2 separate regions of the Mus musculus genome follow, and region 2 is linked to region 1. Evidence: chromatin contacts called from public HiChIP or PLAC-seq data. All regions are on one chromosome and are shown on one strand. The core of a region is the stretch at or near the end of the contact, and the rest is flanking DNA. Distances in the headings are between cores, read along the strand shown.

Region 1 (4,812 bases), core at 1,526-4,025:
AGCCAAGGATTGGGTATGGATTAGGGAAAGGCATCCTAGGTGGCTCTGAGTATCAGGCAAAGTAAAGCTCCCAGCCAGGGCATGGAGAACCTGGAGTACAGAACACTGGAGTGCAGCAGGACCGTAAGCAGGACTAGGAGTCCCTAGAGAACACAGTTAAGGTTGATGTGTCCATCAAACATCAAAGTGGGAATGCTGATTACACCGCTGGGCAAGGAGCCTGAATGCAGTGTAGGGACATTATTGTGGGGAATGTTGGTATACTGGTGATGCTTAGAGCATCCGTGTGGCTACAATCACCACAGCAGTAGGTATGCTTAAAGCAGAAAGGAAAATAAAGGGCAAGGCCTGCAGTACTCCAGTAAGATGAGAATGTTTCCAAGCCTGAGATGGATCAGCCAATGGGACTGAGGGAAAACCAGAGGCCACAGCGTTCTGGAGGCCATGTGTGGAAAGAACATAAAAGAGTTGGGAGACAATTAGTGGGGTCACCACTAAACCCAACATCCGCTCGAGAAACGTCTGGAAGATGAAGGCCTTCTGAGGGTGTCTCTGGAACGGGGACTCCAAGCTCAGTCACATTCATATTAGCAGAAAGCATGTGGTCTCAGCCAGCTGAGAGTGAGACACAGGAACTCAGCCTGCTGTGGAGGGCCGGTGAGCCTGCTGGGACCAGGCAGGGAAACTGAGGGACCAGAAGTACCACTGCCCACAGAGAAACACTGGGCAGAGAATGAGGAAATGAGCACTCGCCTATGAGGAGCAGCTGTGGTCAGAAGCAACCGTTGGTGGAGGAGAAAATGAAAGAAAGCAGGCAAATGCTGAGCCTGAGAAAGAAAACCTGTAGGTGATTTGAAGCAAGACATTTCCTGCCAGATTTGCATCGCTCCCAGTCCTGCCATCCACACCCTCAGATCTTCTTACCAGAACACCACTGGCTTCAGAGACCCAGCTGCTTCTTCCTGGTCCTCATTCTGCAACATTCTGGCTGTCCCTGAGAGACAGAAGGACCTGAATGTGGAGTGAAACAAGCTAGAGTTAAGGCCTAGCACTACCAGAAACTGTCTGAACTCCAGTGTGAGCTCACGGGATTGTTGGGAAAGAGGCTTCTATAGAAGGAGGGTTAGAAAAGGGTCTTTTAATTTGTAAAGTGTTACCTAAGTATCTGCACACATGGTCCCAGGGACAAGCCTGGGGGATGCCCTTTCTATATAGTGTCAAGAGGAGAAGGGAGTTAAAAGATGGCTTCACATGGAGGCACATAGGAAGACAGACTCAGAGCCAGATGAGAACAATAGTAAGTGACCCCCATCCCCACTCCACCCCACAGTCCCTCTTCCCCCGCCTCCACCCCCTCCCACCCCAGAAAGTACTTGAGGCTGGGCTAGGATGAAGTTGCTCCTCTGACTTCACTGACCTCATAGTCTGTGTGAGGTTCTTGGTACATGCGTATTTGATCATTCCCAGGAATTCAGCAGCCTTGAGGATGGAGGACAGGAAGACACACAGTCTTGGAGGGAAGTCCCTGGGAATTCTGAGAAAGGAATGTCAGGAGTTGTAGACAGCTCTGCAGACACTTAAAGTAGGACACAGATGAAAGAGGAGACCCTGAGGGGAAAGCAGGCCCACAGAAGCACTGAAGCAGTGTGTGTGTGTGTGTGTGTGTGTGTGTATGCGCGCACGCATTAATACCAATATTATTTTATTTGAATGGGTGTTTTGTCTGTACATATGTTTGTGCATCCATGGATGCTTGGGGTGGGTGTTAGATCCTTAGGAACTGGAGTTATACACAGATGGTTATGAGCCACTATTTGGGTGATGGGAATCAAACCCAGGTCCTTGAGAAGGGTATTCAGTGCTCTTGACCATGGAGACATCTCTCCTGTCTTATTACTATTTCTTTTTAAGTTTAAATTAGATTGACCTCCTAACTTTAGCTAAAAAAAATATAAAATTGAACACATTAATGGAATATCAAGTGGTATTTTCATTAATATAAACATTGCATAATATCAATATGAACAAACATATAAAGGACATTAAATCAACTCCTGTGCTCCTGGGTTATCGGTCACAGTGTCCACGAACAGATGGAAACGGCTTCAGTTCTCATTACCTGATAGATAGATAGGAAAAGCACGGTCCGTGCATGCAGCAGAATACTATGCAGCCAGGAAAAGAATGGGTGGCAGCGGGGGCGGAAGCAGAGCTCATTAGGTTGAGCAAATTAAGCCAGGCATGAAAGCTCAAATTCCACACTCTCTGTGGCAAAGGAGACAGCTGATGTCACAGAAGATGAGAGCAGACAGAGGATTCCAGGCTGGGGGAGCAAGGAGGGAGGGGAGGAAGAGGTGGTAGCTGTGTTTGACCTGATTTAAATATCACTTTCTTTTTGTTGTCTCTCGTCCCCCACCCCCATGATGCCTGAGGGTGGCTACTGCTGAAGACAAGCAAGTGTCTGTTCTATGCTTTATTGGTTCCCCCGCTCATCTGCTCCCCCTGCTCATCTGTTCCTATCAGCACTACTGTTACTGCGGAAGGGCTCCTAGCTTAAGAATCAGACAGCACTGACTTGTGTGTGACCCTTCCCCCTGCCCACGAATACTAGAACAGTGTACACCAGTTCCAATATAAACTGTGCTGCTCGGCGCTTGTACCCTGCAGAGCGTCCAATAACTTTTGCTGAGCCATCCAAGCCCAAGAAAAAATAACCCACTGTGACAAAACAAAGGCAGCTTTAGCTCAGGCCGGTACCCGCCAGTCAGGAGAGGCAGGCGAGGGCACCTCTGGGCAAGCATGGTCTTTGGTGTGCTGCCAAGCTGACTGTCCTGAGTGTGACAAAGCAAGGGAGGGGCCCAGTGGGCCCCAGTCAATGAGAAACAGATCTGCCCTAAAAATAACAGTGAATGAACAGGCTTGCTTACACTGTCTTGCTTCAGAACTGGTTTGGCACAAAATCAGACCTAATGATAGGTTCAGAAGGAAAAATTCATGGTTGGGATTTGGAATCCTCTGAGCCAACCAGTTATCCACAAACAAGTCCACGGCTCTTCCGCTGGGTTTCCCAGAAGGTCTTCCAGGACAGGTCTCTTGTCATCATGGAGGACTCCACAGTCCTATCTGGAGTCGCCTACTCCGGAGTGGAGAGATGGAGAAGGTAAACTCACACTGGCGCATAGTTCCAGGTTATACATGCAGGAGAAAGAGACCCTAAAGGAGAAAGCTTCTCTTGGATGGATGGTGAGAGGGGCTCAGCAGCGGGAGGGTCTACTTCAGCCCCAAGATATTTACAGAGCACTTCCTGAAAGAAGAGGCACCTGACTAACAGCAATCATTCCACCCACACATTGCTTATCATCATGCATATCTCAGAGTGATTTAAAAATAAATTTGTGGGGGTGGAAAGTGATGGCTGTTACCAAAGATGCCTAGAGATTGTTTCCCTCCTGGGTCAAGTCCAGCTGTCTAGAAGCCCTGCTGAAAAGGTTCATGAAGGTTTACATGGGTTCTGGATGACCATGGTGAGACCCCAGGTCTGTTGGTGCTCTCTGTGAGGATGGAGGGGGCTGCTGCCTATTCAGTGCTCGAAATTCCCTACAAAGAGGAGAGCTGAGTTCCAGGTGGGGAAGGAGCAAGGTAGAAGGGAACCAGCTCTACCTCAGCACAGCCCCTGCCATTGGAAAAGAGGACGTAACAATGTGTTCCAGAAGGAATGGACAAGGCACAGTCATGGAGAAGCAGTGAGGACAAAGGGGATGGAAGGCTCCTAGAGGCCACAGGGCAACAACCTCTTAACACATTTGCTTTTCATGGCAGTGAGCTCCTGTGAGCCCTCCTGTTTTTCCTTGAGCAGAGAAAGTCGAGGGGAGTTTGTCCCAGAGCCCAGCAAACTTCTCCACAGATCTACCCTGAGTACAGTGGAAGCAGTTTGAATGGCCTCTTAAAGATTCTGTCAGAAGCCACAGCTTTGATGTCAGAGAGAAAGAGAGCAAGAGAGGGAGAGACAGAGGAAGTGAAAGGGAGAGACGGAGAGGGAGAGAGTTCAGGCACACTTTCATTCTACCTTCTGCTAGTCGTAGGCCAGCCTCTCTGAGAAGCCTGAGGTCCCAAGAGCTATTATTATCTCTCTATCTCTCTTCAACTGACAAGATTGTATACAGAGCATGTGCCCATTGAATGTTTGTATGTGGAGTAAATGTGTGAACAAATGATTCATTTCTATTTCCAGAGGATTCAGAGATTCTAGAAGTATGTTCTACTTAGAGAGAAAACAGAATGTTCTATCCAACACTTGTCATTTCTAAGGAGTCCATAATAACCGCCACCATGGCGATAACTGAAATTGACTCAGGAATTACCAGGCCAGGGGACTCCAGAGAACAAACACGTCAGAGGGGATTGTTTGTACAAATCATGCTACAATTCCAATAGTCCAGACTGTAATCCAACACGGTTGTCAGGAGAGGAGGAGGAGTAGTGTATTCCTCATGGACCAAGGCTCATTTCCTCCTGGCTGTGGCTTCCGTGATGACTGTACTTCAGTCCTGAGTCCTGTGCAACCACCTAGCAGATGAGAAAGGGGCACTATACAGAAAAAATAAAATCAGTTGAACCCACTTACCCTGGATCAGAGAGTTGCAGAACCTTATTTGGATTCCTGGGGATTGGGAAGTGTCTGCTGGCAACTAGATGTAGACTAGGAAAGAAGTTTGCTGTGTGTGTCCACAAAGCTTCTGCCATCATACACTAACTTGCCTATCAAGACACACTGGCCATTCGGGCAATATTTTAGTTTACATTTCTTACATT
Region 2 (4,377 bases), core at 1,731-4,230, 57 kb after region 1:
ACGAAACCTGATCCATTTGTTTCTTCATTGCTAAGTTTTCTGAGTATTTCACCTTATCATCTTGACATGTCTTTGCTTCTTTCCAAAACATTCTTCACTCTGCCATGCATGCCTTAAGTCTCCTGTCTGTGACATCCCCTTCTCTTCATAACAGCACCACACTTGCTCTTTTACAGCTCTCTGCAGGCTTTTCTTTCTGTCCATTGTTTCCACTAAACTCTAAATGCTGGAGAGGTTTGTTCATATCCTAGATGTAGAGCCATGTGCTGCCCAAATATGACAGAGCTCAGCGAGAATTAATGAAGGCACCAGAAGCCACTGTGTTCCTTCGAAGAAGTAATGAATTCTTTGGATTCATTACACATAAAAATGACACAGTTAAAGTCTCAGTAAGATTCATGTTGTTTCCTAACCTTCTCAATATGTAAAGCCATGAAAGAAAGGTGTTTCTTGGGTCTTCCCAACCTCTCACACAGAATATTTTTAAAGATTTAGTGTGTGTGTGTGTGTGTGTGTGTGTGTGTGTGTGTGTGTGTGTGTGTGAAGATGCCTCTCAGAGGTTAGAAACTGACACGGGGTCCTTTGGGGCTGTACCACTTGATGTGAGTGCTGAGAACCAAACCCCAGTCCTTGAAGCCATCTCTCCAGCCCCAATATTGGGTTATATGCAATCATAGCCTTGAGGACAGAGACTATGCATTACTATTCTTTATGTACACGGACACACATAGACACATATGCCCCAACACACACACACACACACACACACACCAAATACACATTTGAATAAATAAACATTTTTGAACATTTTAATTCAAAAAATGAAATTCTGTAAATCACTCCTGTAAAATTTCCACTTGAATTTCTGTCCCACACAAGCAACAGGCATGCCCTCACTGAGTCAGTATTATAGTCCAGCAAAGCCTGCTGCTCAAGGTGTCCCGTTTCCATAGTGAGACTTCTAGGCTATCAAGTTGCCAAGACTGTAAACATAATCAGTCCATCTTCCTCTTCATCTTCCATCTCCTCCTCCTCTTCCGCCTCCTCTTTCCTTCCTAAACTTCTTCCATCTCTTCCTCCTCTTACTCCTTCCACTTCTCTTCCCGAGTGGAAATCCTCCTCGGGCTCTGGTCTGAATTCACACCTCTATCTTCCTTGGCCTTCATGTCTTCTCTGCTCTTCCTATCCTGAGCTTTCCCAAGATCCATCTGCACTGATTCTGGTGACTGAAGATGAAAACTTTATCTGACCATTACCCTAAGCATGACTTGGGTGCTGCCTGTCATAACAGACTTGCTGCAATAGATTTCTGGAAGGAATTGCTTTAAAAATTGTTATGTCCTAAAATGAGACAGATAACACAACAATAGCAGTTTCTGCTGATGGTATAAAGTAAGTCTCCTTTCCAAAAAAGGAGCATGTCTCCATGAAGCAGACCTCGGTTTTGAACTAGACTCTGATTTGCCTGACATCATCACTTTTCATGTCTATTCCTATGGGCAGTCTCTACCCCAGCCCTTTTCCTTCAAGAGTAATTAATATTGAGTCGGCAAATTGGACAACAGTGTCAGCTCCATAGGGCAGTGGGAGACCCAGGAAGGTATGGGTAAGGATTTATCCACGATAAAACCTTACATAAGAAAATATCTCCAGGGAACCAATATTTATATGATTGGTGTTACTTAAATATGAGCAAAAGCAAATAGATATAAATTCCTTAAGATGAGGCTTTTATATAAATAGAAGTCAAAATGAATTTACAGACCAAATACAGAGGAGATAAATATGCAAATCTGCAAATGAAACACAACTCAAAATCTAAACTGAAGCCTAAGGAAATGGTCAGCTCTAACTTTTTATTGTCTTGGTTTTTTCATTGGTTTTCATTTTATTGGATTTCTTACCAGTGCTAATGCTCAATTTATAACATGAATATGATGCTGAGGGCCTCACTATCCTGCCCCTTCTTTTGTTTTCAACAGCATATTGGTATGTATAGGCAGATATGGAAATCACCATGCAGCTCAAGCTAACCTCGAACTCATGATAATCATCTTGCCTGAACTTCCCAAGAGCTGCAGTAAGGTGTGAGCCTCTGTGGAGAGCTGGCAGTACAGGTGTGCACACATCTGTTTGTCCGTTTTCCTTGCCTTTCCATGTAAGCTCTCAGGGCTTCCACACCTCAAGCTATAAAACAAACGCAAAACAGAGGTAGTTAAACAGCAGAGTGATAGCCTTGCTAATAATCTCAACAAGAAGGAGTCAGTTTCATCACCTGAAAAAAAAAGTACTAGAAGACAGCAGGTTATGCCACAAGGCTCAGCTCAGAATTCTAAGGTAAGAGGATGGGCTGCAAATTCAGATTAACTGTCAATTCTAGATGTATTAAGACAGTCATGGAACCAGGCCTGGAAGTTGCATATCTATAATCTCAGCTACTCAAGAGGTTGAGGGAGGATTCCAAGTTCAAGCCTGTCTGGGCAACAAGATCCTTTCTGAAAACCAGAGGCCAAAATGAAGGCTAAAGACACTGCCTGGTGGTAGAGCACTTGCCTAGTATCTTCAAGGTCCAAGGTTCAAATGCCAACACCACTAAATAAATAAATATAAATGTTATTTATTTGTTTATTTACATATTTAATTTTAATTATAAATTTTATATAGTTTTAATCTTATATAATTATATACAATTTATAAATCAATAAAGTTATACATTTACTTAAATTTTATTCATTTGTTTATTTATGTATTTATTTTATAGAGATAAGATGACACGTGTGTGAAGGTCAGAGAACTTTAAGAATCAGTGCTCTCCTTCTTCCATGTGGGTTCTGGTGGTTGAACTTGGGTCATCAGGCTTGGTGTCAAAGTCCTTTAGCATCAAGCATCTCCCACCCACAAAAGCAAAAGCAGAACAGAGATGGTGGAGACAGCACAGGCAGATGTGGCGTGGGGCCTGGCTTTGGTTCGTCTACCTCGGCTGCACAGCCGCTTGGGTTTTCTTTTTGACTTCCTCTTCTACTAACTGCCAGAGATCTGACTCGGGAAATGTGTGTGAATCCTCAACACATTGTGTTCTTGTGACGTGTGATGGGAAAGGCTCAGCAGCTCTTGGATGTGGAAGGTGGGTGGACAGTCTCCAACACCCGACTGACTGATGGGGTAAGGAAAGAAGTCTGGACAGAAGAGAGGACAAGACGTCTGGGAGTGCCCAAGCAGTGAATGTCAGAACCGGAGGCAGCAAGCCGAGGGATCTCATAACGTCCCCTCCCCAGAACTGGGCTCATCTATGTACGCCGCAGTGCCTGGCTGCTTACTATGTTCTCAGTACTAGAACTCAGGTCCTTGTGCCTGCGTGACAAACCCTTTACCCACTGAACCATCACTCCAACCACAAGCTTTTTAGTTTTCATATAAAGAAACACATTTGCTTTCTGCTCTAATGGTTCTCTTAGGAATCCTGAAGTTCTCAGGAGAATCAAAGCACAGATGTGAGACAGCAAGTTATACTTTCATTCAGGAGAGAAAAACTTGACAGCCAAGAGAAAAGGAAGCTGCTCTGGATTCCTGTCTCCTGCAGCTGGGAAGTTTTGCAAAGGTCCCCAGGGAGGAACAGGGCCACCAAAGGCTGAGCAAGAGTGACTCGGGAACATTCTGAGTCAAGCAGGGACTGGGGACCAGAATGCAAGATAAGGCATGGAATTAGCGGAGGCCATTTCCCTTGCTTCTCAGGGACCTCCTAAAACACATAGTCCAGGAGGTCCCTAGGGAGGGCAAACTGCCAACGGTGGAGGACGTGGCTCACACCTAGGATGGTGCCTTTCTCCTTGGATACAGGGAAACATTCTAACTGGCAGGAGGTATCAGGAGCATGAGAAGAAGAAAGTAAAAGACTTTCAGTCCCAGTGAGAGTGGCCAGGCAGAGAAGGTGTCTATGTGGAGGGGTTCCCTGAGAGGCACTAAAGCCATGGCAGCCTTGGATGGGACAGATGGAGCCACTATAAATTAAGTATTAAAAGTCAACGTGACGAACAGCCCATTCACAGTGTCAATAAAATTGATACTACCAATCAAATCAGCACCAGCTGCAAACCAATTTAACAAGAGAGAAAGATGGTCAGCAGCCAACTAAACTAGGAGATCTTATCGATAATACAGAACTAGTGACTAATATACCACATTATTAATGGGATTATATATTTATCTTTACCATAATCATCCTCACAAAATGGATGCAAACCCAATGAGAATCAAATGTTTAACAAATTCGCAAAATAAGTTTGAGTTTCTTATGGGGAAAAACATGTCAGAACAGAAAGGAAGAAAAGTGGAGATGGGGGAAGGGGGAAAGGGAAGGACAGGACAGGAAGAGGAAAT

What was found. HiChIP or PLAC-seq counts read pairs in DNA pulled down with a chosen protein or histone mark.
Region 2: a RAD21 HiChIP or PLAC-seq map of pro-B cells shows a contact between it and region 1, with 2.0 times the contacts expected there. The contact joins the enhancer-like site here to the promoter of 1700019J19Rik in region 1. A contact is called at or near these places in 1 of 15 datasets of contacts at CTCF or cohesin (pro-B cells), 3 of 484 Hi-C or Micro-C datasets (granulocyte-monocyte progenitors, nephron progenitors and pre-B cells) and 1 of 115 datasets of contacts at active chromatin or transcription factors (CD8 T cells).

Annotation. Positions count from the first base shown.
Region 1 is chr9:14,087,302-14,092,113 of GRCm38.p6, forward strand. 1700019J19Rik (RIKEN cDNA 1700019J19 gene) reads left to right here and starts at 2,776. Exons shown (of 4, transcript NR_166640.1): 1 at 2,776-3,160.
Region 2 is chr9:14,144,296-14,148,672 of GRCm38.p6, forward strand. Gm39292 (a long non-coding RNA gene) reads right to left here. Exons shown (of 3, transcript XR_870548.1): 3 at 1,905-2,187. Among named protein-coding and RNA genes, the nearest start is that of Gm39292, 6.1 kb to the right of the region's middle. Within about 2 kb of position 2,981, at least 34 of the 459 cell types and tissues checked have an H3K27ac peak or open chromatin away from gene starts, as enhancers often do. A contact at or near this core is called in granulocyte-monocyte progenitors and pro-B cells, where this site is marked.